2 separate regions of the Mus musculus genome follow, and region 1 is linked to region 2. The links are chromatin contacts, called in public HiChIP or PLAC-seq maps. All regions are on one chromosome and are shown on one strand. Each heading gives the region's core, a stretch centred on a gene start, on an enhancer-like site or on the middle of the called end of the contact. The rest is flanking DNA. Distances are from core to core; before and after follow the strand shown.

Region 1 (4,927 bases), core at 1,527-4,026, 310 kb before region 2:
TCTTAAATTTTATTCATATGGGTGTTTTGCTTATATTTTATGCCTGTGCACCATGTGTATGCCTGGTGTGAGTGGAAGTCGGAAGAGAGTGTCAGATGCCCCTGGAACTGGAGTTACAGACAGTTGTGAGCTGCCATGTGGATGCTGGGTATTGAACTCAGGTCCTCTAGAAAAGCAGCCAGTGCTCTCATCTACCAAGCCATCTCTCCAGCCCCTTAGAGTAATTTTAAAGTTGAGAATGGGGGTGCACACCCATTATAACCCCAGCATGTAGGAGGTGGAGGCAAGAGGACCATGGGTCAAGGCTGTCCTGGTCTCAAAAACAAACACAACTATCAGTCTCAGTTCTTGTGTGCGATAACCTCAAATGTTCGTTCAGTTGATGTCTGTTTGCTGTGTGGAGCAATGTTAGGCTTCCAGAGATAATGAGATATGATCTCTGCTTTCAGGGAGCTCTAAAAATGCTGAAAAAGGGCAACTTATATACACGTCTAAACTAGGAATGGTGGCATGGCACTCTCCTGCAACCCAAGTCACAGGAAGACAGAAGCAGGAGGGTCACTAGTTTGAGGCCAGCCTTGGCTTGACAGAGCCACTTGTCTAAAAATAAAAAAAGTTCAAATCTAAATTACAAGGCCCAAAGCATGCATTTGTTATAATAAGAGATACAATGGACTGGGGTTGAGACACTTTGGAAATCAGGCAAAATCTACTGAGAAAGGTGGCACTAGAGTCCCTCTAGGGAGTCACTATACCTTCTTGGGAAAACAGGGCATGGTGGGCCTGCCTGAAACTTCAGCATGTGAGGGATAGACACAGGCCAATCAGGAGTTGGAGGCCCGTCTAGCACACATGAGACCCTGTCATAAAGACAAACCAAAGGAGGCACATAGGAGGGTTCTAGGTAGAAACCTGTGGGTCAGTACAAAATTTTTGGATCAAGTACCACTATCCCAGTCATAGTACATAATTTTTTTCAGCTCTTTGAGGCAGAGTTTCTCTGTGTAGCTCTGACTGTCCTAGAAACTTACTTTGTAGACCAGGCTGGCTTAGAATTTACAGATCTGCCTGCCTCTGCCTTCTAAGGGCTGGGATTAGAGACGTGAACTAGTCCCATTGCCCAGCCTAGTCAAAGTATTGTATTTGTAAAATACTTGGACATAATTTAATGCACAAGTGGAAAGGAAGCTATTATGATTGGCTCTTGTGTTTTCTTCCCGCATCCCACAGGATTGTCAGGTCTGTTTACACACACACACACACACACACACACACACACACACACACACACACAGATAACCATACCCCCACACACACTCACATTCACTCACCCACCCACACCGGTGGCTTTAATGAGAAGGGTTATTTAAGATTATTCTGATGAGTTTTGTTTTAAAATTCAGTGTTCAGCAGGTAAAGGCCCTCACCACCAAACCTGATGTGGGCGGAGAGAACCAGTTCCTGTGAGGTAACCTCTGGCCTCCACTCGAAAGCTCCAGGTGGGCACATTCCCCTCCCCCAGCAAGATAAATAAATGTATGAGTGGTAAAACACTGATTGACTGAAAGTGAATAAGGGAGACAGGAGGGCGTCTGGGAAAGAGAGTGGGTCTGTTCTGCCTAAGCCAGGCGCTAATCCACAGCAGGGTATTGTTTATCTGTCTTCAGGAATCTGGAAATGTAACTAGGAACATCAGAAAAACCTCTCAGTAGAGCAGAGTCGACTGAGAGGTTGACAGCAAACTGGGGATCTGTGATGGTGTTCAGGAGGCACAAGGGAAAGAGAAGCGCACAGAGGCAAGGACAGACCTCAAAGGATGCAGATGCCTCTGGAACCCTGTAGCTTGAGGTGAACCTGAGATGAGGTTTTTCATCTGGAAGTGTCCTGACAGGGACAGACTGTTTGAGGACACCTTAGCAGTTTTGCCCAGTTATGGTGGCACACACACAGGATCTCAGGAGATAGAGGAAGGGAGATCAGGATTTCAACACTGTTCCCAGCTCCATAGGGAGTTCCCAGGCAGTCTATGTATCTCAAGTCCAGGGCTGAGACTCAAACCCTGGTCTCTTTGAGCACTAGGAAGTCTACCACCTACCTTTTTTTTTCCTTATTTTTTTAAAAGACTTATTTATTTATTATATGTAAGTACACTGTAGCTGTTTTCAGACACACCAGAAGAGAGTGTCAGATCTCGTTATGGATGGTTGTGAGCCACCATGTGGTTGCTGGGATTTGAACTCAGGACCTTATGAAGAACAGTCAGTGCTCTTAACTTCTGAGCTATCTCTCCAGCCCTACACCTCCAGCTCTAAGTGGGTCAGACCTCCTGAGGCATCTCCAGTGGCTGGGGGAGGCCTGGTCTGGAGGCAAAGACCATCAAGCAGCTATCCTGAGGGTGGCCTCGGAGATGGAAAAGAATAGACCGCTGATATTTTTCCTTGCCTGTGCGAACCCCGCGATGCCACATCATATACCCCTACATCCATTGCTTCTGGGCCCCATTGAGACCAGTTCCGCCCGTTTGTACAAGTGATTATTAACTCCACGCCAGCCTCAGGAGTCTTTTCAATATTTTGTGGTCTTGCTTCTGTTTTTCTTCTGCCAAGGACTGCTCACTCCATGGAAATCTTGGTTAACCGTAAGATCTTGCCAGAGAAAGCGAATGCCTTCGGGCGAACACACCCAGGAAAGCTGGTCTCTCTCCTACGTGGCTAGGAGCCTCCAGGAAGAGGGCTCCCTTGTTGTGATTGAATAGTATCGAAGCTGTTTTGTGTCTAGTTGTTAACATGTGTCTGCTTGCTTTCACCTAACATTCCAGCGCTGAGAAAGGCCCAAGTCCCATCAGTCTTGGCAGAATCTGTTCAAGATGCTTTCCTCATTTAGTAGTGAGAAAGGGTTGGGTGGAGGCCAAGGTCACTGGGAGACTCTCCCCTGGTGCTTGAGAGAGCTTCCTGCCAAGATTTCCTATCCCCTTTGGTGGCAGATTTGCTGTGGGAACAACCTCACCATCTGTACGGAGCCTGCAGATAGAAAACACACAGGACATGTGGGCCTCCCTGCCCCAGGCCTGCACGAGCTGTAATCGACACCCCTGTTGCCTGCTCTTGGGAAACAGGAAGTCTGAAGGAGTGCTTGTGGTTCCACTGGGCATTTCAGCAGCTCCGGGACAGAACCACTTAAACAGTCAAATGCAGCTCCCAGGTGCAGAGCAAAGTGGCAATCGGCAATAGCTGCTTGCAGGAACCATTTAGTACATAGCGATTTCAAAAAAAAAAAAAAAAAAAAAATCTTGGGGATGGAGAGATGGCTCAGCAGCTGCGAACACTTGCTGCCTTTGTAGAGGGTGTGCACATTAGCTTCCCAGGACCTATGCAGTGCCTCTCAGTGGCTTGCAACTCCATTTCCAGGAGCTCTGAAGCCCCCTTCTGGCTTCTATGGTCACTGTGCAAAGGTGGTTGGTGCTCATAACCCCCCAGAGGCTCACACACATAGTCAATGAATAGTTATTTTAAAAAAAAAAAACAATAGAACATTGTCTTTCTTTTCCCCCCATGAAACTGTCTATAGGTCTGTTGTGGTGGAACTATTCCACCCTTGCTTGTTGAGGAAATCATTTTTAAGAGGAATGAAGACAGGCCGAACTCATGTAGACCCAACCAGAAGAATGTATTATAAGGATTATGGGTAAAGTTTAATTGGAAGAGTGCTGACCAGGCTTGCATGTACCACATAAACCAGGAATGGTGGTACATGCCTATAATGTCAGCACTTGGGAAGTGGAGACAGGAGGTTAGAGGTTCGAGGTACCTCTTACTACATAGCAAGTTTGAGGCCAGTTCAGGTTACTTGAGACTCTATCAAAAAAAAAAAAAAAAAATCCCAAAGGCAAGATGGTGAACAATATGGAAAAAAAGAGAATTTTCTGCCTGAAGCGATGAACAAAGTCCACGGACTCTCACAATAGCAAGGTATGCCATTCAGGGTTTAGGTTTTTTTTGTTTTGTTTTGGTTTGGTTTTTTTTTTGTTGTTGTTGTTTTGTTTTTGTTTTTATTTTTACTTCAGAAAAATACCAGGATTGAATCAATCCAACGGGGGAAAAGTTTACTTTTGCATCCTGCTTAGGACTGTTCTTCCAAGGTCTTGCTGGGTACCAGGATGACTTATCTGAGCGTCTACACTGTTGTGTGGCAAGCCTGAGACACAGCTGATGGAGATAAGAACTGTAAACGTGTCAAAATGGAGGAAGGGATGAGTGAGCTGGTGGGACGGAAGAAAAGTGGATCAGAAAGAGGATTCCCTTGAGCCACCCCCTCCCCCATTCTGTTGTTAATCTGACATGGGTGAACCTAGGCTAGCATGGCCCCCTCTGTGGGGGACCAAGGCTAGTGACACAGGTCCTGTGCCCTGATCCTGGCTCTCATCCTGCAGTCTCACAGGCTGGATGCCTTGTCACTTTGCCTGTTCAAGGTTCAGCACGTGCCTCTCCAGATGGCCACACCCTGCCCAACCCTTGAACTGTGTTCCAGAGCCAACAGAACTGTGTAAACAAGAGCAGCTGGCAGGCTCCTGCTTCTCATGGTTTCTGCTCTGAGATGAGTTTTCTAAAACGCCTCTGGAGTCCAATAGTCCTGGATGTGACTCCAGACTCCTCCGCTTCCTTATTCTACGTTTTAGGCAAGCGGCTCAAACTTCTTGGCATTGTCGGTGCTAATTGTTGGTCCCTGAAAGGTTTCATCGACTGTCAACCCCCAGGCTACAGATTGCTGATACCATGTAGATTTGGACAAACTGAATTGGAGTTGTGATTTGTAATTCATCCCTGGTTATAGGATGGTTGCAAGCAATACAAGTTATGAAATATTATACTGATTTACTTCCTTTTCAAAATTCCCATCACTGTGTATCTAGGTCATCATGGAAAGAGTA
Region 2 (5,099 bases), core at 1,363-3,862:
GCATCATGTGTGTGACCAGTGCCAGTGGAGATCAGAAGAGGCCATTGAATCCCCTGGGAACTGGACCTATGGGTGGTTGTGAGCCAGGAAGTGAGCCAGAAACTTCTTTCTTAATTATTAGAAAACATAAAAACTATAAATGTTCCCAATGGAGAAGCTAGAGAAAGCGCCCAAGGAAGGAGCTGAAGGGGTCTGCAACCCTATAGGTGGAACAACATTATGAACTAACCAGTACCCCCCGGAGCTCGTGTCTCTAGCTGCATATGTAGCAGAAGATGGCCTAGTCGGCCATCATTGGGAAGAGAGGCCCCTTGGTATTGCAAACTTTATATGCCTCAGTACAGGGGAATGCCAGGGCCAAGAAGCAGGAGTGGGTGGGTAGGGGAGCAGGGCAGAGGGAGGGTATAGGGAACTTTCGGGATAACATTTGAAATGCATATAAAGAAAATATCTAATAAAAAAATAAAAAAACCAAAGACAGTATGGAACAAAAATGTTTTCTACATTATGATGACTATACATGGATACATGCAAAAGAAAATGCATGTGGTCTTTATGAGAAATATTTTAATTAGTGAAATCATTGTAATTTACCCTGTACATATCTCCAAGTTCTTTCAAAAGAAAATAAAATATCAATTCCATCTTGCAAGAAAAAAAAAGAGCTTGGTTAAAAATAAAAATAGGGACCTAGTGAGGCAGTTCCTTGGGAGATCCAGCCAGCAACTGACCAATGCAAATGTGGATGCTTGGAACCAACCATCAGACTGAGCTCAGGGAACCTGGTGGGGGAGGACTTGGGGAGCAAATGGGGATTGTAACCCCATTGGAAGAACAACATAGGTTGCCTAACCACTCAGTCCTCCCAGAGTCTAGATCATCAACCAAGGAGTGTACCTGGAGGGACCCATGACTCCAGATACATATGTAGCAGAGAATGCCTTGCCTGACAGCAATGGGAGGGGAGGCCCTTGGTCCCAGGGAGGTTTGTTGCCTAGCATAGGGGGATGCTGGAGTCATGGGGCAGGAGAGGGTGGGTGGGTGGGTGGGCGGGAAGCACCCTCATACAGGCAAAGGGGAGAGGGAGAGCAGATGTGGGATGGGGTGGTGGTAGAGGGGTAGCCAGGAAATGGGATATCATTTGAAATGTAAATGAATGGAATGATTAATAAAAATAATTTTTAAAAACTATAAATGTAATATTAGACCATACTAAGTCTTAGTGGAGGAGACTGCATTGTTCAGTAGAAAAGAAACTATCCAAATGGGCATCTTACATGAAGTTTTTAACTGGAAGAAAACCCCACAGTGTAATTAATGGAGTTACTTAGGGTAATAATCATATATGCCAGGTCATAATCATGGCACAACAGAGGTAGCAATGAAATCCAGCCTGTATGGTTTGACAAGTCATGGTCTCAAGAAATAAAACATTTAGAAAAACAGCAATAAGGCTGAAACCCAGCCTCCTTCAGCAGGGTGAATGCTGACCTCTGACCTAGATTCTGTGATTAAACATACAGTGTGCATTTGAACAGTGACATTTTATTGCATGTGAAGATGATCTGGCAGGAATGGCAATAACATTATCAAACAAAGCTGTGAGCGAAGTTAATTCCTGGCCCTTCGAATTGCATTAGAAAAGAGTGACCTTTGGTTGATCACGTTGCTCTTAGGAGAGTAATAAAAATTCTTTTTTGTATACTTTTGAGTGTTTATAACTGTCATGTTTTTTTTCCTTCTCGTGTAGTCAATTTCCCATCTCATTTAATAGCAAGTTGTGGAGATATTTCTCCTTTAGGAAATGTTGTGAACATTTTGTCCATGATAGCCATAGAATCTATCCACATCAACACATAAGCAGGCTATAAATTATTTGAAAACTTTTAAGTAGTTGTCTTTAGATTGTCTTTTCCATCCACTCTGATTCTCTGCAACATCTTTGCTTAAAAAAATAAATTAAGCTATATAGAAGCTCTGACTCTCCAGCTGTAGTCAGATTTGAATATTGTCCCAATCAGTCACAAGCATGATCACTCTCTTGAGTTAATTTTAACATTAGGTATGTGGTTAGTGTGCCTCATCTATTCACTTGTTTCTAAAAAATGTAGCCTTTCCACCTTAACATCATTGCCTTGGTAGTAGACCGTGGGGTGAGCTGGGACCTATGTCTCTATTTATCATTAGTTTTAAGAAGAGGAGGAGAAGGAGGCAGGAGGCAGCAGCAGCCAGGCATGATGGGTCACTCTTGGACTCTCTGCCTTCAGAAGGCTGGGGCAGGAGGATCAGGAGCAGACTGGGTCACAGGAGATCTTAGCTCATAACCCACAACAACAACACTAACAAAGGAAAAAAAGAGATAAGAAACAAATATGAAATTGTAATGTTTACTTGGGAGAATAAAGGTCTACAAGAAGGCGAGTCGTTCTGAAAGGTGGTAGACAAAGAGTTCGAGCCAGAGCAGAAAAACAGCGAATGGGAAGAAATGACTATGGAGACCGGCCCCAGCCCAGGGCCACATCATGCAACTCTATCATTCGAAGGGGGACACATGCACTGTGTGGTAGATTGTGTTAAAGCAAACCCCAGTGATAATCAGATAAGGATACAAAGCATCTACCTCTCACTACATTCAAAGGTAGACTCGAGAACCTCAAAGCCAAATGTCAAAGCAACTGAAGGAAATAGAGGCGGGTGTGACAAAGTCGGGGGGGGGTGATTAATTAATTTAATGCATATGTGCACACATGTGTTTTGCATGTGAACATGTTCTGGAGATTGATGTAGTGTCTTCTATGGAACCTGGAGCTGCCCAGTTCAGCAAGATTTGCTGGCCAATGAGTGTAGAGTTCCTCTGGCCTTTGTCTCCCCACCTCTGGGATCATAGGGGGTTACCACCACACCTGACTTCTTATGTAAGTAGGGGACTGAAGACAGTTCCTGATGCTTGCTTGGCAGGGACTTGACCAACAGAGTCACTTCCTTCGCCCCAAGGAAAGAGTTTTAAAAACAAGAATCTAAAAGTGTAAAATATGAATCAAGAGCCAATAATCTAGACATTGAAAGATTAGATTCTAATTTTTTAGTGAAGACAGTGGCCAATGATGGAATAGCATTAGGTAGAAACAGCCAGCCGACATCTGTACCATTGTGTGCCGTACACACCCAGCACTTTAGGGATGCTGACTGTGCTACCCAGGGTTGCACACACCTCATGAGTACCCTGTGATGGCTCAAGCTGAAATACCCATTTTGTAGAAGGAGGTGATGGTACAGGGAATGATATAAATTTGCCTTTGGAAGCCCTGGGGTTGGTGAAGGAGAACTGGAAAAAGTACCTACAAGGTCTGAACTTGTATATGCTTACAAATGATTCTAGAATATAAGTGGAACTTCTGTAAACTTACAAGAAAGTCTTGAGAGTGGGCAAAGGGCTTAGGAAGAGAGGCAGCAATAGAGGAGCCTTCCTTGCAAGGTCCCTCTGCACTCTGATCCACTGTAGCCGATAATGACATCATGTACCCTAAGTCTATGATAAAGTTGGTGTCCAGTGTCCTGAGGCTGCCAATGTCATGGTCCTCTGTAGCCACTCCTTGGCTGTTCCAGGAGCTGTGTGGTGGGGGCATCCTGCTGCTTCAGGACAGCACAGAGCCCAGGCAGGTGAGACTCTCTGGGCAGCTGTTTGCCCAGATCCTGATCATGGCTTTGTATGTGTGCAGGTGTGTCATTCATGAGAGGTAAGTCTGTACTTTTAATAGCTGTGTAACCCGAATTGTTTTGGTAACACAGGTTTTTTTAGGAGTGTGTATGTGTGTGTGTGTGTATTTGTGTGCATCTGTGAGTTTGTACATCTCCGTGTGTGTTTGTGTGTCTTTGTGTGCCTGTGTGTGTGCAAGTGCATCTCTCTGTGTGTATCTGTCTGTCTGTCTCTGTGTATGTATCTGTGTGTATTTGTCTGTGGTCTGTGTGTGTATCTGTGTATGTGTATATCTGTTGGGTGTGTGTGTGTGTGTGTGTGTGTGTGTTGTCACATATGAATTTTTAGGCGTTGATTTGTCTTTAAAGGGCACAAAGGCACTGGATAGTGCTCAAAATCTTTGGCAGACCAGATTCTCTTATATTTTTGGTTGTGAGCCTAGCCTTTAACGGCTGAGCCATCTCTCTAGCCCGACCAGATTCTCAAAGTCATCTGGGTTGGCAAATCTGCACAGCACCCTAGGATAGGATGTGCCGGCTCAGCATGTCTTCCCTCCCTCCCCACCTCCCCACTGTTTGCTTGCTCTTTCCACCATCTTCTCCGACCTGTGGTCCCAGAAAGCAGGATCTGGGGCAGGGGTGGCCTGTGAACTTAGTTACTAGGTCATCAGAAACCAGGAGGGTTGAAAGACTGGAGCTGAGAAAAGGACTCCTTCCTCTGCCTGTCCTGGCAGCTGCCGCTCAGGGCAGTGGCTTCACAGAGCTCCCTGGGACGCTCAAAGGCTTTTCTCTCCTAGGGATCAAATGTTCTCCTCAGGGTTAGCATCGTCATGCTGGCAGAAGGCCTAAATATGGGTGCCTGAGGCAACACACAGCAGCAGCAATGTGGGAGCCAGAGGTACAAAGTGGGCAAGGGGCTTGGAACTGCTGGGTGACTTAGGTACCAAGGGTTTCCCACAGGGCTGGGTCTGCAGGTGAGAAGGCCAGAATCCTTGCCTGTTTCCTCCAAGATGGACAGTACACATATCTTCCCCAAGTCTTAGTGAGCCTGTATGCCCAAGCTCTTGCCTTCCTACCTCCAAACTCTTCTCTGTCTTGAAATCCCTTTCATGTCTTTTATCCACCTCAGTGGGCAGCTTCACAAACTTCCCACTATCTCTATGCCCCCAGACTCCTCCCGAGCGGGATGCCTTGAATGGTTGGCCCTTTTTGCAGAAGTTTCTCATAGGATGCTGTGTCCAGCATCTAGATGTCAATTTCTTCCATTGCCTCCAGCCGATAAACTCTTAAGGTGACAGGCCAGCTACCCTGATTTTCCAGAATTGAGGGAGTTTCCTGACAAGGATCTTTCAATGTTAAAACTAGGAAAGTCCCTGGCAGTTGAAGACAACTGGTCACCCCTT

Evidence for each region. HiChIP or PLAC-seq counts read pairs in DNA pulled down with a chosen protein or histone mark.
Region 1: an H3K27ac HiChIP or PLAC-seq map of T-cell acute lymphoblastic leukemia shows a contact between it and region 2, with 2.9 times the contacts expected there. The contact joins two enhancer-like sites. A contact is called at or near these places in 3 of 115 datasets of contacts at active chromatin or transcription factors (DN3 thymocytes, T-cell acute lymphoblastic leukemia and large pre-B cells) and 1 of 9 other capture datasets (embryonic tail).

What each region holds. Positions count from the first base shown.
Region 1 is chr17:12,792,275-12,797,201 of GRCm38.p6, reverse strand. All of the region lies in intron 1 of Airn (antisense Igf2r RNA), which reads right to left. Among named protein-coding and RNA genes, the nearest start is that of Igf2r, 25 kb to the right of the region's middle. RefSeq lists an enhancer at 4,132-4,927. Within about 2 kb of position 2,776, at least 112 of the 459 cell types and tissues checked have an H3K27ac peak or open chromatin away from gene starts, as enhancers often do. A contact at or near this core is called in T-cell acute lymphoblastic leukemia, where this site is marked.
Region 2 is chr17:12,482,299-12,487,397 of GRCm38.p6, reverse strand. All of the region lies in intron 1 of Slc22a3 (solute carrier family 22 (organic cation transporter), member 3), which reads left to right. Among named protein-coding and RNA genes, the nearest start is that of C030013G03Rik, 18 kb to the right of the region's middle. Within about 2 kb of position 2,612, at least 9 of the 459 cell types and tissues checked have an H3K27ac peak or open chromatin away from gene starts, as enhancers often do. A contact at or near this core is called in T-cell acute lymphoblastic leukemia, where this site is marked.